Linked DNA regions of Gossypium hirsutum: region 2 is linked to region 1. Evidence: chromatin contacts called from public Hi-C data. All regions are on one chromosome and are shown on one strand. Each heading gives the region's core, a stretch centred on a gene start, on an enhancer-like site or on the middle of the called end of the contact. The rest is flanking DNA. Distances are from core to core; before and after follow the strand shown. Region 1 holds the start of LOC107922036 (BTB/POZ domain-containing protein At1g55760). Region 2 holds the start of LOC107921392 (receptor-like protein 9DC3).

Region 1 (7,067 bases), core at 1,605-4,104:
AACTTATTCTTATTCCCTCCACGGCTATCCTCTTTCACTCCATCTTCATCTTCAGAGGTTCCAAGCAATGATGGGGAGAATATTCGACTGTTGCCGCAAGTGAGTATATATACACCTCTACCGTTGAAACTCTACTTTCTGCTTTGCATGTGATGATTGTGCTTAGTTTTAAGCTCCTCCTTTTTCCCTTCATACGCATATGATGTTTCTTGATATATGGAATCCTCTCATTGACTCGTCTAAGCCGGTATGTCAGCTTTTTTACTTGGTTTGTGTTTGTTATATTGTTTCATTGTTTCATATGGGCATTTTTATCTTTTTATTGCGTCCTAATTGTTTTCAACTCTGTTAAATTTATGGTACCTCTTGATCTTTTTCATAAATAAATCTTATATCTCGACTTGGGAACTATAACAGTTTTAGCATATAAAATCGTTCTATTCTATTAGCAATTATATATTTACATCTTTTCTGTGTTGATTATGGTTTGTTGATTTTTATCAGTTTAGGTGTAGGCCTTATTGCCTTGTATGGTAGATAAAGACGGACTGATTCTTTCATCTGTATTAATATTTATGTTGAAGGACAGGTAGAAACAATCTAATATCAGTTTGTCTCTTATCTGCCTTGGCATTGATTCAAAAGCTCAAATTATTAGTAGCAATTTTAGTCAACCTCGGTTTGATCAGCCTTTCAAGTGGTCCTTGATTAGATAATCGAGAAAATAGAAACCAATGGTTAAATTCAAGCTCCAGTGCTCAACCAATTCAAATCAGATCGATTCTATGGCCTATATCCATGCTTATATGATTTTGAGTGTTATTTGTGTTGTGTGGCAGCATGCGATAATGTATAGCGCCGTATCATATCCCAAATTACATAGTCCTTTTAAAATCTAAATCTCAGTATAAATCTAACAACTTTAGTCTAATTATGTTGCATTTCTGAAACTCTGATAACAAGGATAGAATGTTTTTGTCAAAGGGAACCAATACATACATGTGTATGTACATGGAGAAATGAATACCATCTGAACAAAAGAATCATCTTTACAAATACGATCCTGCACGCTACAATCTTTATCGCTGCTACAAGTACCACTGACTTAAAAACACATTGGCGTTTATCATTGGTGGCATCTTAGAATCCTTTCCAGGTATTTAGAACTTCATGGAATATATCAGTTATCAGCTCCCTGTCTGCACATTGCAGGAAAGCATTAAAATCATCTCGAATATCATATATCTTGCCAAATCTCACAAGATATCGCATGCAACTGGACTTGAGTTTTGGCAATTGGTATAAAGCTGCATTTTGGAGTCTCTCAAGGACATTCTTTGTATCAATATCTTCTAGGAGACTCTCGTGGCAGGCCTCTTTCAAATCCGATATATCATAGTTATCAGCTGCCCGGAGAAGTGCCAGCCGGTGAGCCAGGAATTCTTCATGTTTGATGTTTCCATAAATGTAACATAGCAAAGCCTGACAAGCTTCAATTGACATGTCAGATATGTTTATGGTTGACAATTCTTTTTCTTGCAGGTTATGTGAAAACATGCTGTGAAAAACAGGCGATCGTGCAGAAAGAACAGCACGATGAGCTCCAATGCTTCCATTAGAAGCATTAATAATGATATCTGTGTGGATGCTTTGTGTTAACATCCGACCAAGGCATGCAAGAGCTGTGGCATTTGATTGCTTTTGTGTGAGTCCTTCAGCCCAAATGGAGCAAGGTTCCCCACCCTGTGAATCAACACCAAACTTATTAACCTAGGTATGATATTATTAACTCCTACTCCTATTATTATCTTTTGGATGGTTGAGTCTTACGTTTGGAGATGCGGTTTTTAGATCAAGAAATTCAACGTCGATTATGAATTTCCCCGTCAAAGGAACCTCGATTGGCCAGACAAAATCTTCGTTGCTCTTCAGCTGTTTGTCTTTTATTTCTACAATCAGAGACAATAGAATTGGAAATTAGGTTCTCTAAATAGTAACAAGAAGGGACATGACTTTGCACCATCATGTGGATCATCTGAATTGTCATACAGATGAAAAACAAATATACAGGCTTAATCAAAATATTAACTAGTGATTGTTCTGTTTTGAAGCAGGCAGGATGTACCCGGATGAGTGAAAGCCTTTCGATCCCCTGCTGAGCATACAACTCGGATGATGAAGGATGCAATTGGGGGATTGTCTCTTGTTAGATTCGAAATTTCTGGGTATAATTTAACATACAATACCCTGTTCTTCTCCATTGACAAATGCCTTCAATCCACATAAAAAGCAAGGTATAAGAACAGTGTTCCAATAAACTTATATTCATCCAGATTTATCATGATAAACAACAAAAAATTCTAGCAACTCAAGAGAAACAATAACAAACCAAAGTTTAAAGCCCCATAAAGGATTTCATCCATGATGGATGGACGTTTATCCAAATTCCAAGGATAAGAAACGAAACTAATGGATGATCAAAACATGGTATATGGTCATTTAGTTTTGTTATTTATTATTAACTTTGACTCTTTGTAAGAAAAAGATGAAGAGAAATCAAAGGAGACAGACCAATTCCAGTTGCCGATCTTGAAAGGATCGGATTTGCGGTAAGTGCAAGAGGCAAGATTATCTATCCTCCATTGAGCAAGACGAGCGGTGGTTTCGACTCTGTAAGCAGACTCGGTCATCCTAAACAAAGCCAGGGACGCAGTGATCTCATGGATGCAATCAAATATACCTTCGAAAAAATGGTCTCTTGACTTTCCCAGGTTTACTGTTACTATATCCCTCTCTCCACATTAAATACTTGAATCAGCCAAAAACAAAACACAACACCCACTTTCTCCCTTCTGCCTGTAAACAAAAAACACTGCTGGTGGTGTCCGGTCTGGAAATATTAGAGACAGAGATGAGAGAAGTGGTGAAGTGTAGTTTAAATATGGCAAGGGTTGGTGTTAATTTAATATGGTGTTGAGCAGAGAGAGAGAGAGAGAGAGAGAGGAAGGGAAGATTTGGTGAAATGTTTGTTTCGATTTGAGCTGATATTCAGGTGGGTGCGTGGGGATTATTTATTGGAGAATTTGGAGTGGAGGGTCGTCCATAGATCGAGTCATACACACAAAAGCAAAAAGCTTTTCCCTAAGGTTATTTTTTATTTTTTTAGCACTGCTCTTCCTATTTGTATTTCATTAAGGGGTTTGTGTTTAATGGTTGGACTAAATTTATGGAGCTTTGATTTCAAGCAAAGTATCTAATTCTAATCTCTAATACTTTGCCTTGTTTGAATTTATTGGGGTGAAGTAAAATCTCGAACTCAAGTCTGTGTATCAAAAAATAAATAAAACTCTTAATTCTTATTTAAATGTTTGATTCTATTCATTTAGATCTAGTGAGAGCTCAAAAAGAATTTGTAAGTCATTCTAATTAATTCCTATTCCACACTCATTGGGCCATTCATGGATTTGCTTGCACCCAATTCAACTGCTTCTGTTGGCTTGCTTGCTTCTCTTTCTGGTTCTTTCCTTTTAATGTAAATGAAGCCATCAGGCTATGGAGAAAGAAGAAAAGAAAGGAAAAGGACAGGTAAACCAATAAAGCCTTTCTTTAGCTTCAACACACTAAAGATTCTGATGCTTTCTCTCAATATTTTTTTGTCTTTTTATTAATCAAAGTTAAATCATGAATGTAAAAGAGGAAGTAAACTTCAACACCAAATTTCAAGTCATATAGCAAACAGAAAAAAGAAGGCAAGTGGGATCCTTAACCAATAAAGGTGGAAGGAAGGAGGGAGTGGCAATCAAGGATTGGAATCTTTGACTCCTTTGTTTATTTTCAATTAATTAAATGATATTTAGTGCAACACACAAACAAATATCTCCTTATTTCATTGGGGGAGATGTGGGACACGCATGACATTAGATTCTTTCAAGGCATCCCAAACTTGCAAGAAAAACATGCATCATCTACGTATGAAACAAACACGTCTCCAATGAAATGATTGCAACCATACACTTTGCCTCCACAATTACATGTATACTCCTTCATTTTTAACAATACAAATAAATAATTTTTTTAATAAAAATAACCATTTTACTCTTTAATCTCATGTATAATAATTAATTTATCAATTTTTTCGGAGGTGTGGCTATAATATAAGTTTCTTCGGTTTTATAGGGTTTGATTGCTTTTAATTCCAAGATTAATAGGAGTGGATTTGCTGGAATGAAGTATGGGACCCCTACCCACTGAAATAACACAAACGACCTTTGATGTTGGAGCAAATCACTAATGCACAATTAATGATTTGTCATCAATGACTAAAATTTGATTAATTTATTTATAATTGGAAGAGAAAAGGATGATTATTGTTGTTAATTTTTGGTTTATGGATGTCGCTCTCAGAAAAATCAGTAGATCCCTACTGTTATATATATATATTTATATGGTTTTGTTTTTCTGCAAATACGCAACTATATATGTACATATATAAATATTTTACAACATCCTTGAATGGTTAAGATTTACCTATGTATAATGCTTTTGTCTTAAGTTCATAATTAGTCTCTGACTCTTCCATCTAATATTAGCTCACTAATCTCTACCAATGTTAGAGGAATCTGTAAATATCTTCCTACTTTTCTTTCTTTTAAAAGAAAGAAAAAAAAAACCACACTCTACCTGCCTTTAAATTATCACTAGACAATTAAAAAGACAAAAATATGTTACATTACATCAGAAAAAAAGAGAGACAATTGCGTCATGGGATTTAATTATGCTTTATATATCATTTGTTGATAAAGAATAAGAGCGTTCTTTATTGCTTTTGAAAAATATTTTTGAAAAGTGTTTTTGAGAAGTACTTTTGTAAAATTTGAGTGCTTGGTATTGCTGTCAAAAAATATTTTTGAAGAATAAAATGTCCATTTTAGACATAATATTATAAAGTAACAAATATGTATTTAAATAATGTTCAAATTAGTTAAAATTATGATATTTTAGCAAAAATATAAAAAAGAATTTATTATAACTTATTGTTAATATTTTAATAATAATATTAATTTTAAATATTTCTAAGTAACTAATATTAATTATTTATTAAATTTAATTAGAATATATAAACTATATTTAAATATTTAAATATAATAATTAAATATTTATAATTAGATATTGACAGAATTGTATTATTATAAAAATTATTTTTTATTTTTAATTAATGCTTTTAACACATTTATATTATTTTATTTTAAAATATATTTGAATATATAACTCATATGAGATATTAACATAACATAGAAAACATAAGTCTAACAAATTAAAATATTACATATATTTGGATTAAAGTTTTAAAAAGGGATAATATTTATATAGCAAATATAAATTCACAATAGACATGTACTAAGCATATACATAGAGCTGCTCTAATCTTGTTCTCAATTATATTATTTCTTTATAATTAATTTAACTTGTTCAAAACTATTAAGAACATATATTATATAAATATGTGGTTTCCAACTAGGAAGCTCTCAAATTTTCAACTGCAATTTCATTGAGCAAATTGAATAAAAATTGCATCCAGAATGGCAAAAATGTCATCAATCTCCAAAGTCTAGTTTGCAACTAAATACTTCATATCTGTCCAGGAAATTTTTCTTATAGAAAGAAAACACTTCAAACCATCTTAAATTAGTAATATGGGGAAAATGCTATTAGATGGACAAATGTCAGACACAGGAAAGACTCAAATGAAGTCAATTTCATAATATAAGATTCTAGGAAGAGGGAAGAGTGTATTGCATTTCATTTAAAGGTTCAGCTAAAATCTTTAAACAGAATCAAACCTATAGTAATAAAACTAGTACATACCATGATGTAAAAAAGTACAAAAGAAACAGAAGAGCAAATTTCAGTCCACTCAGATGTTCAACATATTTTGAATAGACCAACAAAATCAACTATCCACTGTAACATACTTGAGAACTCTATAGGAAGTTGATACACATAAAGCATGAAAATGCTGAAGCCTGCATAAAACTGGAGAGTCTTCCGAAACAGAACATAAGCTACTAAAAACATTAACCAATGATAAAATCAAATTCATTGACAAAGAAAATGAAATAGAACAATGTACAAAGAGTCAAGAAGCAATCACCTGAATAGTCCTAGAAAATTGCTAGTCAAAGACCAATCGACTAGCCTAATACAACTTCAAATGAAAAATGGCAGAGAAATCCTTGAGGGATGGCTAATTCCCACAACCAGTTGAATAGCAGGTAGAAGCAAACAAGAAGCAACTTTAAGATGGGAACCTTTCATGAAATAAACAACGCGATCATTTCAATTGGCTAACCAGCGAAATAGCAAACTATCAAGCATACACATTATATGTTATTAATGCAGTCTGTGCATACATTGGATATTACTAAGTTGGCAAGGATACAACTCAGTACTGCTTGAAACACAAAGCATTTGTTCGCAGAGGAAACTCGTTTGTTCTGTTACCACATGAAAACCTTTGACTAGATTGACAAGAACTCTAAATTGAATATAAGGCAAAATAATGCTTTAGAAGTTCTAGTAGCTAACTTATAAGCTTTAAGTAGGCTACAGAGATCAATAATTTCACCTCCAATCCACAAGGCCCCAAAGATCACAAGAGAAATATTCCACTGGTAAAACATGTGCTACCATTGACACAAAATGAGAAGAGAATAATAAGGCTTCATTACTGCTTTAGAAGAGAGACAATTGGGGGAAGAGTGTTGAACTTGATTTAATTCATTTAACAAAGTGAATAAAATCAGCTCTAGTTCATATCCTCTGCATGCAATGAGTTAATCCTAAAACATGCATATAGGATTGCTAAATGGATCCTGTTTTGGGTGGGGAGAGTACATAGTGCAACAATATCACTACATAAACTGGATTCTGCAAAAGCATAGCCAAAGGGACAAACTGTCAAAATATGCAGAGACTAAAGGAACAGAAGAATTAAAGAACACAAAATATATCCTCACATCATAAAACCAATCTTAAGCCACGAAGCATCTCCTACACTCTGTTTATAG
Region 2 (7,312 bases), core at 4,251-6,750, 150 kb before region 1:
TTTAATAGAAATTAGAGAGATAAATCTAGTTTAAAGTGAAAATTTAATGAAAATATAGAATTAATTATAAATAAATAAAGTTAGTCTCAGTTTAGGGACTAAATTAGAATTTAGGCAAATGTTGAATAAAAATTGAAACATTCAATGTGAAATTGAATTGTATTGTATTGATGAATTTTAATTGTTTTAACTCCATAGCTAACGTTGTACCGAAACCCTCAACTAAGAAGGGAAAAGATAAAGTCAACGAGGAATAGCTCGAAAATTTTGGCTTGTATTTCTATAATCCAAATCTAAATATTAATTGTTGTATTTTGATTTAATGTTTATGGTAAGTGATTGAGGTGAGTAATTAGTATTTTGATATTGAATTGAATTTATATGAATTTATGATTAATGTGAAATTTGCATATTGGATATTTGTTGCATTTGAAAAGTGAATTGAAACCCTATTAACTGTATCGGGCTAAGTCGGATATAAATGGCAAGCGATAGTATTGGAAGAGTTCAGGGATTACTTCGACTTTGAGTCGATGAGACACTGGGTGTCAATTATTTTCTTCAGATTAATTTGATGAGGGACTGGGTGCCAATTTACTTATGTTTAGTCGATAAGACACTGAGTGTGAATTTATTGCTTTGAATCATCTGATGAGGTATTAGGTACCAAACTGGTGTGTTTTGGTTGGATCTGTGTATCCGTCCGAGTCCGAGTCATGTTAATGGGACAATTAAATGAATTGATTTTATGAATGGTATTGGATAATGTAATAGCCCAATTTTTAGTGGTGTCGAAAATAGTGATTCAAGATCAGTAAATCTAACGAGTGAGTTTGAAATTTTTATTAATTACTATTTATGAGTCAAGTGTGATTTTAGAAATATTCTTGAATTGGTGATTTATGTTTTAGAAGAAGTTATTAGGTATGGTTTCAAAAACGAGGAATCGAGAACTCGATTTTATAAACTGAGCTGTAAATATTTTTATAAATATTTACGGAGTGTCATTGAGTTAGTATTAAAGTTTCGTTAGAAAATTTTAACGTTTTGATAGTTAATTAATTAAAAAGAACTAAATTGAAAAAGCTGCAAAACTTACTAAAATACTAAATGACTCAAGTGTTAAATGAGGGAGGACTTAAAAGGCAAATTAGCCCAAAGTGGATAGCTTGGGCGGCATAAGCAGAGAAAAATCATGTAATTGGGTGAAATAAGGGCTAAATTGGAAAATTGTAAAAGTTTAACTACAAATTGAAACTAAAAGATTTTCTAAACAATTCTTCATCAATCTTCAACCAAAAACAGCCATAGGAGAGCTTCTAAAGCTGGTTTTTCATATTTTTACATCATGTGAGTACAATTCTTGCTCTTTTCTTGAAATTTTTGTGTTTTTAAGACTTCTACAATATGGTCCAACTACTTATTTCATTAGGTTTTGATTTCATGGATAATTTTGAAAGTTACCATTGATGAGTGCTGAATGTTTATGATGAATTTACGTGGATTTGAAGCTCTAATTTTGTTATATGATGATTTTATCAAGTAATTTCAATAGAAATTGATTTTAGGACTAAATTGTGAAAAAGATTAAATAGTAGGATTTTGTATTAAATTCTATTTATCAAAGGCTGTGTAATAGCTTAGAATATTTAGATAAAATGTTAATTGAGAAAAAAATAGCTTATTTGATGGGCTAATTGGTGAGGGACTAAATTGCAAAAAATATAAAAGTTAGGGTAATTGTGTAATTTCAAAAATTAAGGGGTATAAATTGTGAAGTGAATTAGAATTGAAATATATACTGATGAATGAATATTTTTATATTTTAGATCAAGAGCCCATACATCAACGAGAAAAAGGGAAGTTAGCAAAATAGTCCCTAACGACTACAAACTTACAATTTAGCCTAGGTAAGTTTGTATGGTTAATTTTTAATGTTATATGTTAAATAATAAATGGTATTTTGTATTTATTTGTAACATTTGTTGAAAATAAAATTATTATTAAATTTACGAAATTGAATCAAGTGTTCGAAGTGAATGGAACGCATGTTTGAGTATAGTCGTTCAGTGTAAAGAGGAATTGTCAGTAAATTTTCCAAGTAAACCGGGGTTCAGAAATTTGTAGCGAACTCTCATTTTTGCTTTCAGTTTAGCTCTCATGAGCTTTAGTTAACTCATATGAGTTTTAGATTAACCCTTATGGGTTTCAATTCAGCTCTTTTGAGCTTCAGTTTAACCCTAATGGGTTTTAGTTTATCTTTTCTGAGCTTCAGATTAACCCTTATGGGTTTCTGTTCAGCTCCTTATGGTTGTGAATGATATATATATGTTTGTATGCATGTATTTAGTAGTAGATTTTGGTAAATCAATGAATGGAGTTATTTTGGTAGGTTTAGGTAATTGAGTTTTGTGTTGATATATTATGTTTAAAACATGATTTTTGGTTTGTGTTGAATGTTTGATTGGGGCTATTTGATGTATTAAAATGTTGTGTATAGGTTGATATAAAGAAGGGTGAGAAAAGTGGCCTTTAAATGACCTATTTTGGTCTATACGAACATGTGTCTCAGTCGTGTGTGACACACAGCCTGGCACATGGGCGTGTAGTCTAGCCGTGTGTCCCCTGCACCTTAAAATTTAGAAACAGAATGCGTAGGTTTTTACACATAGCTTAGCACACGGGCGTGTGTCTTGGCCGTGTGACTCTTGGACTTTGCACACGTCCTAGCACATGGGCGTGTGGTTGGTCGTGTGACTCAAGTCAGAGAGTTACACGGGTACGGACACGGTCTGGGACACAACCGTGTGCCTCACATCGAATGCCCACAAGGCCTAAGTCACGGGAGTGTCTCCTGGCCGTATGAGCCTGATGGGCATGTGTCCTCTGTGCCTAAGAAAATTATTGAAATTTAGGGAAAAATTCAGTGAGTATTCGGCTTAGTCCCGATTCACTTCTAAGGAGTATATTGGGCCTCGATGGTCCATTAAGGGACAATATGAGTGTTATATGATTGATTCTTGATATGAATAATAAATTTTGTGAAATGTCCATAATTAATCCGTAAAGTCTAGTAATGCTTCGTAGCCCTATTCCGATGATGGATAAGGGTTAGGGGTGTTACAGATAATACCAAATGTGAAATGGAAATGAGACATATAAATTGTGTATCATATTGTGAAAAACTATTTGAGATAACAAATGATGAGAATTGAGTATATTATGAATAATTTGTTTATGAATTGATTAATTGAATGGTTATTGTTATTGTATGATTAAATGTGCATATTATATTATTTTACTTTTAAATATTCAGATTATAGAAATACCATTGAGTTTATACTCAGCATACGGTTTTATTTTCCATGCGTAGGTTAGGTACTTAAGTGTGATCGCCGATTCAACATCTAACAACGGTCCCGAACTCAAACGTGGTGATGTTATTCCTTTTTGTGTCGGCATGTACATAGGGCGTCTAAATGTTAACTATTCTGTGGATTGATTGTAAATAAGATTATAAATTATTTTTGGTTGGTTATATATATAAATATATGTTTATGTTAAGACTATAGTATGACATGTTTTAAATTAGTGCAGAAATGTTCATGAATTAGGTAAAAGTTGATTGAATTTGGTAGGTTTATAATATTGTCTTGATAATATAATTGTGGTACCTATGAGGGTACATTGGTTAGATATTTAGGTTGACTGTTTTGACATTTTTAAAATGTATTTGATTGTGTTTTGAATTGGTTGAATGAATGATCTTTGAGTTTCTTAGTGTCCAGATTGTAGGGAATGGTAAACTTAATGTTTAAGGTTCATTTTGAGTCTACAAGGCCAGACACATGGGCGTGTGGCTGGACCTCACAGTCGACTAACACATAGGCGTGTGGTTTGGTTGTGTGCCTTAGCCGTGTGTGGCAACGGCCTAGCACACGGGCGTATGACTTGTGCGTGTGACCCTTGCACCTTAATAATGTAACACAGTATGCTCACACGGCCTAGCACATGGGAGTGTGACTTGGCCGTGTGATCCAAGTCAGTGAGCACCTAAGTTTGGACACGACTTGAGACATGGGTGTGTCTCTTGACCGTGTGAGCCACACGGCCTGGCCACATGGGCGTGTGTCCCCTATTCCTTTGAAAAATTTTGATATTTTTGGAAAAATTTTCTGAGTACCAGGTTTAGTTCCAGTTTGTTTCTAAAATATATTTTGGGCCTTTAGGGCTCATATAAGGGGCAATATGATTGATTTATGACATGTATGTTAAATAATATGTGATGTCTGTTTTTGATCTTAAAAGTTCGATAATGCTCTGTAACCTTGTTCCAGCGACGGATAAGGGTTAAGGGTGTTACAGTACCAATTTGAAAAAAAAAACATAGATACCAAAATGAACATGAAAACTAAATATAGATACCAAAATCTATATTTACCCAAAAATAATTATATTTGATTAGATTTGAACGTTTTTAGTCAAGTCGTGTAATATTTAAATGCTGGCCCCAATACTAATGGTTGAACCCCGTATAGGAGAAAATCAGAAATCCCCATTAAATGTTATTGTTAGGATTGTTATCTCTCGTTGCTTGACTTGGTTCCACCCCGTATAAAATCTGGCAGAAACCCTCCCCCCACTGAATACGCTAATATTGTTAGGATTGTGACATGAAAATAGTATATAAAGTAATACCGAAAAATGAATCTTACTTAAATGAATCTATTGTTACTATTATTAGGATTGCGATGATGAATTATTGAATAGGTTTGAACATATTATATATATTTTAAATGAATCTATTATATACGGTTAGATTTGAACTTTTTAGTGAAGTACACAATCTTTGTTTATTATTTGATGCTTAATTGCTTATGTACTATTTAATACCCAAAAATCATATTGTAAAAAGTAATGGATGGAAATGCTGGCCCAATACTATACAAAGCCCACAACATTGACCATACGCTACCACTCTTTTCTTCCCCTCGTGTTTTGCCATATTTCTTTTCTTGCTCATTAATTAATTTGATAATCATGCAACAACTATAAAAAAAAAATTATTGGAAATAAAATTATTAAGAGGAAGTAGTCACGAATCTTGATCATAAAATAAACATGTATAATATTAAAAAAAAAGATTTAAAAGATAAAAAATAAACAATAAGTGACTAATTTTTGCTTTTGGGTATTGAGTAGTAATTTTGTTGTGCAAGTTTTTAGCGTAAAAAATGTGATTTCCTATATTATATCTTGTTTTTTGTGGAGAATTTATATATCGACTTGCAATTGACATATCTGAAAACAGACCAAATGTGTGTTGTCTATCCTTTCTCAACACTTTCGTGCCCAACAATAATTATTGTTTCTTCATTTGACTTTTCTTTTTCAATTTTAATTATTTTTTATACAAATTTGAAGACTTACTATTATAAATATTCATGCTTATCGGTCTTACTACTCTTAACCATCGCATTATACGTCCCTGGAATTACCATGGTGGGATACCATTCGCCTACCTTCAATCTATTACTTTGTTTCCATTTCATATCAGTTTTATGTTCTCCTTCTTCACCAACACATTTGTGCTCTCCTAACCAAAGTGCTGCCTTGTTCCAATTCAAAACCCACTTTTCCATTAACCAAACTGCTTCTAAAGATTGTGAATATTCTTATCCTAAGGCTAAGACCACCTCATGGAAGAAGGGTACAGATTGCTGCTTATGGGATGGAGTGAGTTGTGACAACATCACCGGTGAAGTCATCAGCCTTGACCTCAGTTGCAGTTGCCTTTCTGGCACATTCCCTTCCAACACCACCTTTTTCCTCCTTTCAAGTTTGCAGAGGCTGGATTTATCCTTCAATGATTTCAGGAAATCCAAAATTTCTTCGGTCGCTTTCCAAGCTTAACACATCTTAACCTTTTCTATTCATGGTTTTCACGTCCTGTTCCCCACGAAATCTCCTATCTCTCCAATTTAGTTTCACTGCATCTTTCCGACCGTCCAATTACAGATCTCATTGGCTTTCAAGCGCCTGGACCAATTTTGAAACTTGAAAAATCCGCTGTAAACGGAATAGTGCGGAACTTGACAAAGGTAAGGGAGATCTATTTGGATGGAATAGACATGTCATCCATTGATCCTAATTCCTTCGTCAATCTTTCTTACTCTCTCGCATCTCTCAGTCTTTGTCGTTGTCATTTGCGGGGAAAATTGCCAGACAACATTTTCAAACTTCCCAACATCGAGTACCTGAGTTTGGATGAAAACTCTAAACTCACTGGTCAGTTTCCAAAATCCAATTGGAGCAGTCCCCTAGTGATTTTGAGCGCATCCATGACGTCTTTGTCTGGAGAATTGCCTGAATCATTTGGAGATTTAAAGTCTTTAGCGGGTTTGGCTCTATTGTCTAGTAACTTCTCTGGATCAATTCCTACATCACTAGGAAATCTAACTCAGCTAGAATTCTTATTCCTTTCATATAACTATTTTAGTGGTAAGATTCCTTCTTCACTTACAAACCTCGCAAAACTGGGCCTTCTTTCCCTTCGATGGAACCAATTAGAGGGCTCTCTTCCTGAAACCCCAAATGCATTTCCAAATCTAGGCTTTCTTGATTTATCTAATAATTTACTCAGTGGTACAACGCCATCTTGGCTTTATACCATTCCTCTTGTACATCTAGATCTTGGAAACAATCAATTCATTGGTCATATCAGTGAATTCCAAAATAGACTTTTAAGTTTGAACATGTTAGTTTTGAAAAATAACAGCTTTCGAGGTCCGATTCCAAGCTCAATTTCTAAACTTGTGAACCTCTCTTTCCTTGATTTATCGTCGAATAAACTCAACGGTACAATAAGTTCGGACATGTTCTCAGAGCTTCACAGTCTCCAATATCTTGATCTTTCATCTGATACCCTGTCGCTGAGCTCCAACAACAGCGTCACTTATGTCTTACAAGGGTCAAAAAATTTAAGTGTTTTAGACTTTTCCAATAATAGAATTCGTGGCCGACTGTCCAAATTTCCTTGGAAAGACATTGAGTTTTTAAACCTCCGCTCGAATTTCATTGAAGGTGATCTACCGGAATTACCCCCTAATATCAGATTCCTATCAGTCTCAAACAATAGTTTGACTGGAACGTTGTCAGGTATATGCAATGCGAAATTTATTGAGATTCTCGATTTGTCTCATAATGATTTCAGTGGAGTCATCCCACAATGCATCGGAAGCTTTAGCCAGAGTCTTTCATCGTTGAACTTGAAGATGAATAAGCTCCATGGAGCCATTCCCTCGACATTTGC

What was found. A called contact is a pair of places that touch in the nucleus more often than the background predicts.
Region 2: a contact with region 1 is called in a Hi-C map of leaf, with 2.7 times the contacts expected there. The contact joins the promoter of LOC107921392 here to the promoter of LOC107922036 in region 1. A contact is called at or near these places in 3 of 34 Hi-C or Micro-C datasets (hypocotyl, leaf and seedling).

Annotation. Positions count from the first base shown.
Region 1 is chrD01:12,546,234-12,553,300 of Gossypium_hirsutum_v2.1, reverse strand. LOC107922036 (BTB/POZ domain-containing protein At1g55760) reads right to left here and starts at 2,854. Exons shown (of 4, transcript XM_016851863.2): 1 at 2,572-2,854; 2 at 2,126-2,271; 3 at 1,831-1,949; 4 at 922-1,743. The coding sequence starts at 2,690. The coding sequence ends at 1,141. LOC107922038 (protein CLMP1) reads left to right here. Exons shown (of 5, transcript XM_041087074.1): 1 at 1-99; 2 at 969-1,428; 3 at 1,543-1,774; 4 at 2,115-2,294; 5 at 2,546-3,270. LOC107921212 (a long non-coding RNA gene) reads right to left here. Exons shown (of 2, transcript XR_001690975.2): 2 at 5,738-7,067.
Region 2 is chrD01:12,702,226-12,709,537 of Gossypium_hirsutum_v2.1, reverse strand. LOC107921392 (receptor-like protein 9DC3) reads left to right here and starts at 5,500. Exons shown (of 3, transcript XM_041086344.1): 1 at 5,500-5,736; 2 at 5,877-7,312. The coding sequence starts at 5,500.